3 separate regions of the Oryctolagus cuniculus genome follow, and all the other regions are linked to region 2. Evidence: chromatin contacts called from public Micro-C data. All regions are on one chromosome and are shown on one strand. Each heading gives the region's core, a stretch centred on a gene start, on an enhancer-like site or on the middle of the called end of the contact. The rest is flanking DNA. Distances are from core to core; before and after follow the strand shown.

The links. Hi-C and Micro-C count contacts between places; a contact is called where the count stands out from the background.
Region 1: a contact with region 2 is called in a Micro-C map of ear pinna, with 5 times the contacts expected there. The contact joins the enhancer-like site here to the promoter of ST7L in region 2. A contact is called at or near these places in 2 of 6 Hi-C or Micro-C datasets (ear pinna and embryonic fibroblasts).
Region 3: a contact with region 2 is called in a Micro-C map of ear pinna, with 4 times the contacts expected there. The contact joins the promoter of CTTNBP2NL here to the promoter of ST7L in region 2. A contact is called at or near these places in 4 of 6 Hi-C or Micro-C datasets (ear pinna, psoas muscle, skin fibroblasts and 1 more).

What each region holds. Positions count from the first base shown.
Region 1 is chr7:57,996,352-58,000,802 of mOryCun1.1, reverse strand. No RefSeq gene overlaps it. Among named protein-coding and RNA genes, the nearest start is that of CTTNBP2NL, 36 kb to the right of the region's middle. Within about 2 kb of position 2,167, at least 3 of the 8 cell types and tissues checked have an H3K27ac peak or open chromatin away from gene starts, as enhancers often do. A contact at or near this core is called in ear pinna, where this site is marked.
Region 2 is chr7:57,704,439-57,709,073 of mOryCun1.1, reverse strand. ST7L (suppression of tumorigenicity 7 like) reads right to left here and starts at 3,364. Exons shown (of 17, transcript XR_007923918.2): 1 at 3,115-3,364; 2 at 436-518. It overlaps CAPZA1 (capping actin protein of muscle Z-line subunit alpha 1), which reads left to right and starts at 3,892. Exons shown (of 9, transcript XM_070077873.1): 1 at 3,892-4,037. The coding sequence starts at 3,999.
Region 3 is chr7:57,961,631-57,966,109 of mOryCun1.1, reverse strand. CTTNBP2NL (CTTNBP2 N-terminal like) reads left to right here and starts at 3,150. Exons shown (of 6, transcript XM_008264666.4): 1 at 3,150-3,282.

The DNA.
Region 1 (4,451 bases), core at 918-3,417, 290 kb before region 2:
CCCACTGGCGGATGGAGAGCATGTAAGGGGGGGGGCAGCCTGGGGCTCAGGGAAGGTAGCTAAGGATGCACCTGCCACACGAAGAGACAGAGACAGAAGTTCCGGTCCCAGGTCCCCATATCAGCCAATGTGAAGGCACTTCAAAAAGTTCATAGAGAAGTGGAATTAGAAAATATATTTACATTGCTGCAAAGAATTTTTGAAACATCTATTTTTTTATTAATACTGATTGGCCATTGAAGACCTGGTGCAAGCTCTGTGACCTCAGGCAGCTGGCTAACCTCGGGCCTCCTCACCCATTTCATGTACATGGGAACAGCGCCTCTGTGCTCCGGGCAGTGGCCTGGAGACACAGGAGGGGACGTACTAGACACACAGTGGAGATGCTCAGCTCTGGAGGGAACAGAGGTGCTCAGGTAGACTCGCCTGGGGCCTCCGGGCCTCCCTGGGAAAAATTCAACTAAAATGTTTGAGAAAGGATTTGATGAGAAAGCTTGGCCTTCTGTGCAAAGGGGTCTATGCCGATGACGTCAGCATCACCCCAGGCTGGCCCACTTGCAACTTCACCACAGTCTCCCCAGGGCTTGCTCAGATCTTGCACAAGCCCCAGCTGGGCAGACTGTGTTAGTGCAGACAAAAAGTTATACTATGTCCTGATCTACAAATAAGTTGATCTACAAATAAGTGCTTATTCAGGACCTTGGAGGGGAGGGAGGGAAAGAGGTGAGGGGCAGAGGGACCACAGCAGAAAACCAAGTAGGCAAGACAGGACAGCGGCTGAGTGTACGGACTGTGAGCTCTGACCATCTATTCATACCACTTCCTGGCTCCAGGCCTTGGGCAGCTATGGGACTTGTGTGTCTCAGTTTAGTGTTCCCATCTGTAAAGTGGGATAGAACTGGTCCCCGGCTCATGGGGTTGTGGTGGTGAGGCCTGAATGAGACGAATATGTGACACGAATAGGACAGAAGTGGATGGCATGCGGCAAGAATCCATAAACATTGCAAACGCTACCCGGACACACATGAAGAGGGTCATTCGGATACACATGGACCTACTGCCAACGAGGGCCCGAGTGCTGAGGGTCACAGTCAAAGAGAATTTCAGCTTTCTGAGACAACCTAGGAATCCTTCCAGGAGGAAGAGTAGAGTCCTTGTACATTGCGGGACGCCTAAACTGCAGCCCAGAGGAGCCAAGCAACCCCAGCGTGTTACCAGCAATCAGCCAGCAGGTGGCGCCAGCTCCCTCCACACCAGCACCTCCCAACGGACGGGCACCCAGCCCACCTGCAGTCAGGATGGAAACAGGACCGAGAGCCGAAGGGAAGCGGAAAAGCTCTCCTCCCCAGGTAGGACAGAGAAGGAGTCCAGACTCACCACAGCGCCTCGGAGGCGCAGGGGTCCTCGCCGTCCTGGGGGCCTGCAACCACAGCCCAGTCTGCTTCGTGTCCCCTCACTGCAGGAAAGAAAGGCAGTGTGGTTCGTGCACGCCCTCTGAGGGCATCTGAGGGCTGGCATTGCTCTTGAAAGTAGCCAGGTACCACTTCCGGCCTGGAGGTCGTGAAAGCCGAGGGCCCTGCCCTAGCCCGTCCAGCAATGGGAAACAGAGCCTGCGGCAGCGTGACTGGAAAAGAGACGCAGGCCTCTCCCATCCCAGGACCGCATGGCTCTCCAAAACTAGTGCAAGAGGCATCCGGCAGGTCTTGGCTCCGCATGGAGATGCACAGAGCCTGCTAAAGGCCAGAAGCCAACGACTTGCCCAGGTGGCTGCCGAATTAAGAGGGGGAAAGAGGTGACCTCAGTGATGGAGGGAATCTGCAGCGTCAAAGCCAGACAGAGCCAGGGAGGGGTAGGGGATGCTTCTTTGTCCCCTACAGTCATAGAAAGGGGGTTCTTATTCGCCTTCACCCCTCCCCGCTCTGCCCTAAGAGAGACACTAAAGCCTGGGAGACGGGGGAGGAGGACGTGCCTTCAAACACGCACCGGCGCTCCACGCAGCCAGCGCCCAGCTCCAGCGCGCGCTGCAGGAACGAGAGAAGAGCATCGAATCGGGTTTGAGATGAAAGTTTTAAAAATGTAAAAGGCTGAGTCTTAATTACCGGAATGAGGCTGTGGTAGTCATCGAAAATTCCGGAGCCAGACCAAGCCGTTGCTCCCCAGCAGGAAAGAGAGAGGGGGCCCCGTGGAGCCCAGGGCAGCTACTGGAAGAAACGCAAGTGGCTCGTGTTTATGCGACTTCCCGGTAAATCGGGCCAAATTACATGCCTGTGGGAAGTAACTGGGCCTTGGAGACCAGTGTCGCTGTGGTCAGGGCACCCAGTGGGGGGTAATGGCTGGCCCAGGGCACCTCCTGCCCCCTCCCGGGTAGGCGCAGTCTCTCCCGCCAGGCTGAGGGAAGCATGGGGAGTCTGTCTCCGGGCTTTTAATGAGGCACTTAGAAAGAGGAACACGATGCTGCTGCTTACAGGAATCCTCCGTGGAATGCACTCCCAGGCAGCTGGAGGAGATGGTGCAATTTGCTTACTTCTAGAACATTCCAGGAAGCCTCCCTCCCCTCCCCATCCTAACACTGACCAGCAGTACCCCTCTGGGAAGGCCAGCAGCCGGGGAGGTCTTGGAGTCCCCCAGGCTGAGCAAGTCGGGAGAGGGACAAGCCAGGGGCCTTCTCAGTCCCTGGGACACAGGGGCAGCACAGCCAGAGGCTAAGGCGGCGGCCATGGGGCTCGGCTGCCTCCTGGAAGACGACAGGAAATGAAGTCTACACCGAGCAGGGCGGGACCGGCTAGCGGAACAGAATGTTCCCCTGGCTGATTTCCATCTGGGGGAGAGGGAAACGCGCACCCTCGCCAGATGCTTGTGCTGCGCCCCGCACTCTGCTCACCCGCTTCTGCCCCAAGCCTCCCACAGCCCGCCAAGGGGACATTTTCTCCGCGTCAACCAGGAGGAAACCAGGCAGCGCGGTTGCCTTAAGGCCGCGCGTGTCCCTGGAACTCTAGCCTGCAGTCCTGGTGCACGGCAGGCAGAGGCAGAGACCACGCCCAGAGACAGAGACCACGCCCCTTCTCCAGAGCACCTGCTGCCTCGCTGCCCAGGGTTAGGTTTAGCTGCCCCTGCAGGGAGTTCCTTCAGCTCTCCCGCCTCCCCAGGCTTTGAGCCCTGGTCTTCTTGGTCTTCTTGGGGACAGTTCCCAGCCAGGGCTGAGCGAGCCTCGCCCTTTGCCACTCACATGGAGCCCTGTTTGCCCCAAGCTGCCTGTTGGCTGGCAGGGGCTCCGCCGCGGGTCTGAGCGCTCCCCTGGGCCGACCGACCTGCTTCCTCCTCCTCCTCCCTCAGGCGTCACTCTCCTTGCACCCCTCCCTCGGGCTTACCCCCAGCAGTCCCATCCCTTCCGTCTGACACAGCCTCCCCCTCCTCACCCGTCCTGGAGGGCAATCCAGGGATTGAACTCCTACTAGGAGCTGTGGCTTTACCCCATGCAAAACTACTGTAAGTTTTAAGGTTCGAGCCGTTCCCAAAGAGCTAGCTCTCCTTGAAAACTGGGTGCTTTGTGCTCAGAGGCTGTGGCTAATATTCAACCTTATTTTGAATTCTAAAATCCAAGCAGAGAGTCTCCCCTACCTTCTCCTGGCCCCCCATATCAATTCCACCCCTGAAATTTCACAACATGGAGGCAAGCGTTTGGCACAGCGCGTAAGGTGCCTCTTGGGATGCCTGAATCCCATATTGGAATGCCCGGTTTGAGTCCTAGCCCCTCTGCTTCCAATCCAGCTTCCTTGGAGGCAGCAGATGATGGTTCAAGTCCCTGGGTCCCTGCCACCCACATAGGAGACCCAGATGGAGTTTGAGGCTCCTGCTTCAGCTTGGCTCAGCCCTGGCTTTTGTGGTCATTTGGAGAGTGAACCAGCAGATGGAAGATCTCTCTCTCTCTCTCTCTCACACACACACACACACATACACACACACAGACACATACACATACACACACACACACAGGCTGAATATGTATCACTGTCTTTCAAATGTAGTGAAAACAAAAAATTAAAATCTTTTAAAAAACTTTAATTGCCATAACATGGAATTGAGATGTGCCACTTATTATTTATTGTGCTTGATAGGAAAGCTTCATGATCTTTGTGTATAATGTAGAAAGCAGATGATTATAACAAAGAAGTGTATAATTTGGACTTCATTAAAATAAAAAACTTCTGTGCTTCAAAAGACATGAAGAAAGTGAAAAGAACCTATGGGATCAGAAAGATTTGTAAACCTTTTTTTAAGATTTCTTATTTTTAAAGATTTATTTATTTATTTGAAAGAGTTACACAGAGAGAAAAGGAGAGGCAGAGAGAGAGAGAATCTTTCATCTGCTGGTTCACTCCCCTGTTGGCCGCAATGGCCAGAGCTGTGCCGAACTGAAGCTAGGAACTAGGAGCTTCTTCCAGGTCTCCCAC
Region 2 (4,635 bases), core at 2,115-4,614:
TAGTAATACTAGTCATAAGTCCACATGGCACCAACTAGCTACTAGCTATAGCCATTTGGGGGGGGGGGGAGGACATGAACTTTCCAGATCACCCAGATTACTTTGCTCCTTTAAAGAAGCAATTTAATTCTTACTCTGCCTGTTTCAGTCATTTTTTGTTACCAACCTGGGCCCTTTGGGCATTGAATTGCTAACTCACTCCCAACCCCTCCTCCATTACAGTATACAATAAGCCTTTAATATGCAAATACTGCCAATATCTATAAGCCCAGAGAAAGCTCCAGTGTTGCCCAACTTGCTTGAATAGACTTTTTTTTTTCAAATGCTGAAATATTTTGGACATGCTGATGCACAAATATTTATAATTATTGCAACCACAGAAAGCATATTTTGAAAAATACCAAAACATGAAGGAAGGAAATGGAAACTACTTACAAATATTACTCCTGATATCAAAGAAGATGTCCCTGTAAGTGCCACATAGAATTTGGGTGTCAATGAATTTAAAAATACTGTCACTGTTGAAAGAAAAAAATCAAAATATTAACAAATTGCAAATCCAAAGTACTTAATTTACAAATATGCAAGAATTTTTGAACGGAAAATAAAGAAATTATACAGACACTTCCTGATGTATGAGGGGGTTACTTCCTAATAAACTCATTAAGTCAATAATGCATTCAATATATCTAACCTTCTCAACATAGCTTAGCATTACAATCACCCCAGTCTCTCACTGCTTACCCTCCTGATCTGTGAGTGATTAGGAGGTGCTACAGTATAGCATCACAAGAGTGCATGTTGCTAGCTCGGGGGGAAAAATCAACATTCAAAATCTGAAGTTCAGTTTCTACTGAATGTGTTTCACTTTCATCCTATTGTTAAGTCAAAGAATTGTTAAGTCAAGCTATACTGAATAAGGAATCATTTACTTTAATATCTGGTAAGCAATTTGTCTGAGAAAGTTGTAACTTTTGGGGTCAGCACTGTAGCATGGCAGGTTAAGCTGCTGCTTCCAATGAGGGCACCCATAAGCCAGTGCAGGTTCAAGTCCTGGCTGCTCCTCTTCCAATCCAGTTCCATGCCAATCACCTGGGAAGGTAGTGGATGATGGATGGCTCACATATTTGGGTCTCTGCTACTCACATCAGAGATGTGGATGGAGTTCAAACTCCTGGTTTTGGCCACTGTGGCCATCTGGGGAGTGAACAAGAGGATGGCTCTCCCACCCCATGTCACTCTTCCAAATAAATCATCTTAAAAAATGAGTTATTCATTTAACAAATGAGTTATTCATTTAAGAAGTCAGAGCTAGAGAGAGAGAGAGAGAGAGAGAGAGAGAGAGAGAGAGAATCTCCCATCCACTGGTTCACTTTCCAGATGACTGCACTAACAGCGCTGGGACAGGCTAAAGCCAGGAGCTTCTTCTGGATCTCCTATATGGGTGGCAAATGCCCAGGTATTTGGGGCCATCATCTGCTGCTTTTTCAGGTCATTAGCAGGGAGCTGGATTGAATGTAGAACAGCTGGGACACCAACCAGCATCCATATGGGATGCAGGTGTTACAGCCAGTGGCTTTACCAGCTGTCACAGTGCTTGCCCCAAAAGTTGTAACCTTTAAAAAGCTACTTTAACATTGCATAGTGTCTTAAAAATGCATTCACATATGAAAAGGTAGGGTTTTATAAGCAGCCAATCAAGATAACATAATTTGGCTTGCTTTTGAGAATAAAACTCCATGACTTTTCAGTCACAATTTGGATAAGAACTTTGCAAACCTATAAGGATAAGAAGCTAAACAAACCTCCAGCCACTCCCTAATTATTCTGGAGAAACACAAATTAGACGGAAGGAAACCACGTCTGCATTTGGTAACTCAGCTGCAGAGGCAGAGCAACAAAGTGAAAGCTGATTAACTGAAATCCTACATCAGATTTTTCACTTCAAATAATTGTCTCACAAATACTGTGAGTTTAAAAAAAAAAAGAGAGAAACCTTATAATAGTCAACTACTCTCATCTAAATGGGTATCTAGTTAACAAGTAGAAAAACAGTGAACTCAGTTAATAATATTTTACTGAGCATACAAATATCATGAAGCACCTGTTACAGGTGCCAAATTAGCTTCTCAGTCTAGTGTTAGTTATTTCTGAATTTACATTTGTACCTATTTTCTAAAAAAAAAGAAACATATTTCCAAACATTATCTCAGTCTTTCGTGTCACCTCATGGAATAGAAAAGGGAGTATTTGTCTTCTCTTGCTACAGAAAAATAAAACCATGATTTTGACTGTCAAAGTCATCACAAATCGGAAATAACTTCGTCTTGTTCTGAGGTTGCTGCTGAGAGCAAGTGAAATACTGTCACGACAGCGTAAAAGGCCTTAGGCCTTATCTACTTCGTCCTGTCTGTAGCTGAAAGAATAGTATTTCAGAATCCCCGGGGGATCACGGTCTCCCATAGGCCTTTGTATCTTCAACACAGGCTACATAGCAAGCTCCACAAATATTGGGATAAAAAAAAAAAAAAAAAAGAATGAACAACCCCACCGCTATTCCTCTCTCTCTTCCCTTCTCCCTCCTGCAGTGTTCATCACTCAAGATTAAAGTCTAAAAAACCAAAAATATCGCGAAAAGTCTAAGAGCTTTTAAGGCAACAGAACGGTCGACTACGATCTCGGCATCTTTGACAGAGCTGCTCGTCTTCGCCGTCTAGGGTGGGGTCTCAGGGCTGGGCGGCGGGAGATTCAAAGGAACGACTTTCAGGGGACCCTACCAACGGCGAGGGGGTATAGAAATTCCACCTCCGAGTTTGAGAACGCGCTCTTGGTCTCAGCACCTGAAGCTTACGGTCGGCCGGCGGCTTTCTCCGCAGGTGAAGGAGGACCCAAGAGGGCGGATCTGAAAAGCTCTAGGGAGGAGCCGCCAGCGGCAGCTCGGGTTTGACAATCAGCTGCCCGGCTGCGGCCCGAGAGAGAAGTGCCCCTCGGTCGCGCATCGCCAACACCTTCTCCGAAGCCCTCCGCGGCTACCGAGCGTCTCCACCCTTAGCCCTCGCCCCGGGCACTTCTCCTGGCGTCCCCGCGCTCCCCCGGGAGATCCGAGTCTCTCACCCGCTGCCAAGTTCTCACACAGCCTCAGCGGGACCCTCAGAGCGTAAAGCAGCCCCAACCCCGCCACGAACCACAGCGAGGCCCCAGTCCCCGCCAGCCCAGCCCGCAGCCGCTCCTTCCAGCCCAGCGGCGGGCTCAGGCCGGGAGCGGGAGCAGGAGCAGTCGCCGCCGCAGCCCCGGCTTCACACGAGCCGTAACCGTCCGCCATCTTGCCGCTTCCGCGGGCGCCCGGAGCTGGGAGGGGAGAAGGGCAGGAAACCGGGAGTCGGGAATCCTGGGATAGTGGCGGACCTGAAGTTAGCCTCCGCGAAGCTGGGAATCCTGGGGGAACGGGGACCGAGAAGATCTGGAAGGTGGCGGACCTTCTGGGGACAGGGAAGGGGCGTCTGGCAGCACGTATTCTGGGAGGAAATGGACTAGGATGTGACCCTGAAGTGTTTTTGCTTCCAAACGACACGAGAGTCACCTTTCACCCCATTCCCGGCGTCGTTTCAAGGGCCGAGCAGCTCTTAACGCTTTGGACTCGGCTGCCATGGAGATCACTAATACCAGGAAAACCTCTAGGAGTAGCGATCGCTCTCTGGTCGGATGGAGCCCAGGCGTTAAGGACAGGCGAAACTCTCTGCCAGCATCCAATAGATGAACAGGGAAACGAACGTAACTCAGTGAGAAAGATATTAGACTAAAAAAATCCCTGATGGCAAAGCCGACTTCCTGCGGCGCGGGCGCCAGGGTCGGGCCCCGCCGCGCGTAACTGACATGGCGCCCTGTCGGTCGGGGTTTCCGGGCGGGTCCTTCCGACGGCCCCTGCGGTGATTCCATCACTCGGCTTTCTTCCCGGCCTGCCTCGCGCCCGCGGCCGGGCTGGGCCAGAGCAGCCCAAGATGGCCGACTTCGAGGATCGGGTGTCGGATGAGGAGAAGGTAAGGGGTCCGCCTCTCTCTCATCTCCTGCCCCGACAGGGTACAGGGGCCCGACTCGGCTGCGGTGGCGAGCCCGGCAGTGTCCTCAGCAAAAAGAAAGTTCGTGGGCCGCGGTGGCATGCGCTCTCCGCGGTCGGGACGCTTCCCTCTGCCTCACGGTGGCCCCAGTTCCCCATTACTCAACTCTCTTTTCCTCCAGGGTCTGAGGCACAGTCCAGTGGCCTTCCTTCCACAGGAGACTTTTTCCTTACTGTGTCGTGACTGTGGGCTCTCTTCGGTCATTAGGAGAGGGGCCGGCGGTGATGTCGCGACGTACGGAGCAGCAGTTATTTGGCCGCCTTTAGCTGTTGGGGCTCGGCCCATCCCCCCCATTTTTAAGTATGATTGGGGCTAGTTTAGGGCGAGTCACTTCCTGGTCAGGGTGGCCTCTTAACTTCCCTTTTGCTCCTCCTTCCTCAGGAAGTGATCTCTGCTGTCCCGAGTCCTTAGAGAGGAGAGGTCTCCTAGTGTTGACCGCCTCACTTACACATCCACTTCTTTTCTCACGTACTGTCGACTGAACGGATTCGCTCTAATACCTGTGTAAGCCTCAGGACAT
Region 3 (4,479 bases), core at 1,901-4,400, 260 kb before region 2:
ATGTGCAAGGCTGAGTGACCGCACGCTTGCGGAGAGCTTCAGCACGTGCTCAGCAATGGGCAGGAGGGAAGCCAGGGAGGCAGGGGAATGGTCACCTGCTGTAAAGGAAGTAGGTCACAGGGCGCTGCTTCCTCATGGTCAGGCTTGAAGGATGAGGGGCCTTCAAAAAATGCATGGAAAATGCATATTACAAAAAAAAAAACTTGCATGGGTTTCAAAAACTTTTTGCACCAAAATAAACCTCTCTATGAATTCCATTTCCCACATGGTCTGTGAAGCACCTGCTTAGAATGGGTGTGGGGGGTTAATAGCTTACAAAGGGAGGGAGGAGCTGATTCACTGATTCACAAACAGTGACTCAGAAGCCAGCAGAAAATAGCCTGTTCTCCCAGGTCTGCCTCACTGTCCAGTGATGAGGCACTTCCTCATTGCACACCCATGGCCAGAGCGAAGCGCAGGAGGAGGAAATGTAACTCACGATGTGTTTTTACCCTCTCAGACCTTGTATGTCCAGTCAGTATTTAGTGAGCACTTACTAAGTGCTCTTAGCCAAAGTATCTCCTGGTTTTTCCCATTACCTCTCAGATGGCATTATTCTGCACACAAATCACGCCGCCTTTGTGAAGTTCTGTATTTCCTAGGACACAACCCAAAAGCACTCGGGCTGCTGCATCTCAGCACATCATGCTGCTGGCTTTAGGTGCAAGACAGCGCTGACCCTCTGAAGTCCACGATCAACACAGGGAGGCATGGAGCTGTCTTCCTGGCTCTCGTATTGGCTTTGCAATTATCCATGCCCGTTGTCTGCACTGTGAGGTCCTCCTTGTGAGATCTAGTGGGCGGTACACCGAACATGGTATAGGTGTGAGGTTATCCATCTTTACTGGACGCTCTTTTTAAAAATTTTTTATTTATCTTGTTTGAAAGAGTTACGGAGACAAAGAGATCTTCCCTCTGCTGGTCCACTCCCCAAATGACAGCAACAGCCAGGGCTGGGCCAGGGTGAAGCCAGGAGCCAGGAACTCCATCTGGAACTCCCATGTGGGTGGCAGGAGCCCAAGCACCTGGGCCACCTTCCGCTGCTTTCATTACCAGGGACTGGAAGTGGAGCAGCCTTGACTCAGACTGGTGCTCGTGTGGGATGCTGGCGTCACAGGCCACTGTGCCACAGTGTCATCCCTGCAGGTGCTTTCTTTACCATTTACTAGCTCTATAACCTTACTTAACCCCTCTTGAGTCTCTGTCTTCTCCTCTGTAAGTTGGACACAATGTGGTCTTTTGTTGTTGTTGTTGTTAAAGATTTATTTATTTGAAAGGCAGAGTTAGAGAGAGAAGGACAGATATCTTTCATCTGCCAGCTCACTGCCCAGATGGCTGCAATGACCAGGGCTGGGCCAGGCCATAGCCAGAAGCCAGGAGCTTCCTCTAGGTCTCCCACGTGGGTGCAGGAGCCCAAGCACTTGGGTCATTTGCTGCTGCTTTCCCAGGCACATCAGCGGGGAGCTGGATTGGAAGTGGAGCAGCTGGGACTGACTTGAACCGGAGCCCATAGGGGATGCCAGCGCTGAAGGCTGCAGATTAACCCACTGCACCACAGCACTGGCCCCGATGTTGCCTATCTTACAGGATAGGGACCGAGTTCTCATACAGCACTGAAGATTATTTTTTTATTTTATTTTTTTGTTCTTTTGACAGGCAGAGTGGATAGTGAGAGAGAGAGAGAGAGAGACAGAGAGAAAGGTCTTCCTTTGCCGTTGGTTCACCCTCCAATGGCCGCCGCAGCCGGCGTGCTGTGGCCGGTGCACCACGCCGATCCGATGGCAGGAGCCAGGTGCTTCTCCTGGTCTCCCATGGGGTGCAGGGCCCAAGCACTTGGGCCATCCTCCACTGCACTCCCTGGCCACAGCAGAGAGCTGGCCTGGAAGAGGGGCAACCGGGACAGAATCCGGCGCCCCGACCGGGACTAGAACCCGGTGTGCCGGCGCCGCAAGGCAGAGGATTAGCCCAGAGCACCGGCCCGAGCACTGAAGATTAAATATCATGATATGAAAGACCCTGCACAGTGATGTCGTGATAAAAACTCCCACCTGGTCAGGTGGTTACAGACTGACTACTTCCTCCTCCCAAGCTGTAAACTGCGCCCTGCCTGCAGGATGGCGGGTGCGTCCCCACGACTGTGTTGCAAATAATAATTCAAACAAGCAATACTGAATTAAAGGTAATACATTACACATTAGAAACATTTGTCTTATAAGTACTTTTACTGTGCTAAAAATAGTGTGGTTCCGATCAATTTCCACCTGTGCGCCTAGGAAAAAGGAAACTTCGACCTCAGAGAGTGGTGCATCTTCTCTGTCTGCAGGCTCTAAGTCCTTCTTAGAGCTTGTTGCCACTAAGATCTACATTCCTTGCATCCTCCACACTGTCCTTTGTTTCCGCTTCACTGAAAACGCCATTACCCTGCGGTACAAGGGACCAGGAACACGAAGAAGTCTCCTCACCTGGCAAGAGACTTGCCACACAAACTTGGGATTGCTCCATTCCTGCCCCGAAGGCGGACAGGCTACGTCTATGCCCTCCTGGGTGCTATCCCGTGTCTCTGCCCCGGGGGCTCCAGACCTAGTATCCTCTTCTGCACTTCTCTGAAACAGAGGAGTGGTCGGTCCCGGGTCTTTCCTGTTGGCGCCCTTGCTTCCAGCACCACACCCAGGCGCGTCCAGGAAAAAGGGAGGGAGGGAGAGCAGGAAGCCACTTTACCAGGTTTTCAACAGCTAATTTTAAAGCAGACAACAAAGCTCACTTTATTTATTAGCATTTTACATAGGATTCCCATCAATCGGGCCATCAGACGCCCGCCAATCCCAAAACTCCTGTACAGTCAGGGTAAAGAACCTAGCGCTCGTGCCCTGGCCCTGCCCAGGAACTGCACAAAAGGTAAGAAAGTTGCAGACCCCGGGCCCGGGGCAGCACGAGCCCACCCTGGAGCCCCGGCAGGAGGAGGGCGCTTCCTTCCGGAAGTGACGCCACCTCAATCCCAGCCTGGCTCTCTCCAAACAAAAGGGATCCTGGGGCCCTGGGAGGAGCCTGAATGACATTGGAGAAGCTCCTCCTCCAGCCCGCGTGGATTGGTGCCGGCGCTGGAGAGACGAGGCGGTGACTGGCCCAGGCGAATGCCAGTGGCCCCGCCGGCGGCTGGGGAGGCGGGACCTCGGGGGCTGTGGATGGGGAACGGGTGGCGGCGGCGGAGGCGGCGGGGAGCGGATCCCGGAGCGCCGCGGGAAGGTAGGGGCGGCGGGTGCCTGGGCTCGGCGGTGGCGGGAGGCCGGGTTCTCAGAGAAAAGCAGGCGTAGGAGCGCGGGTAGCCTCTGCCACCGGCCGCTCTCATCCCCGGGGCCATCCCCTGAGGGGGCGGGGCCGCCTCCTCCAGCTCCCGGTATTCCCCGAGGAGGCGTCTCCTCATCCTCCGAGGGTCCTCGCCGCTACTACTGCATCCCCTTCCAGTTCCCGGCTCCTCGGCAGGGGCTTCCGTCGGGACGCCGCTCACCTAGAAGCCCCTCCCGTCCCGCGCCCCAGCCTTGGCGCGGGAATCGCAGGTTCCCGTTCTGTAGGCTGCCGCCCCCACCCTCGCCGTGTACGCTCCGGGGGCCAGCCCGCTTTCCCTCCACCTGTCCCTGCTCGCCGGGGTGGCACCGGAGCCGGTTTCCTCCGTAATAGCATATCAGTTTTCCAAAAAGGAAGGATGAGGCGAAGGGGGAAAAAAAAATCAAAGACGCGTAGTAGACGGCGAGCTGCACGGGCGAAGCGGCCTTCGCCACTTGCGTTCTGCCCATCCCCCATCCTCTGCAGCCCCTCTGCAGCCCCTCTGCAGCCCCGGTGACCCTCTGCTCTCCGTGGGGGAGTCCAGAGCTCCCTTGCCTCGGGACTCTTGTAGACTCTGGAAGAAAGAGAAATGGCACCGCCAACCCACCACGCTTTGTACCTTCCCTCTATTGCTTCGGGACCGCCCAGCTTCTGAGGGTCGTTTCAGATTTGAGCTGCGTTTTATTTTTGCTTTCCACCCTGTTTTCTCCCCGAGAGCTTGATGGGAAGCCGTCCTCCTTGTGTTTCACGATGAGGTGGGCGTGTGGGCTATCTGCAGACTTGGCCTCGCGTGGGTAGGAATACAGGGCATATTGTTTGACAATCAATGAACAAGAGCGTGTTTTCAAATGAAACGGGGTGGATAAATAAATGAGGAACGAGGGTCTCGCCGGCCTGGGTGGGCTGAGCCCGTTGCTCAGGGAGAAGCCAGTTAACCTTGAAGCTGTACTGCAGGTTGAGACAAAAGGCAGGAAGTGTGGGGAGAAAATTCAGGTTCAGTCGTCTAGGTTTATGATTAATCTGGGCCCTCGGCCTTTGATTACTCCCCAGCCCCTCTTTTAGAGTGGCTTTTCCCCTACTGGGACACAAAAAACCTATAGGATGTTATTGATTGGTTTT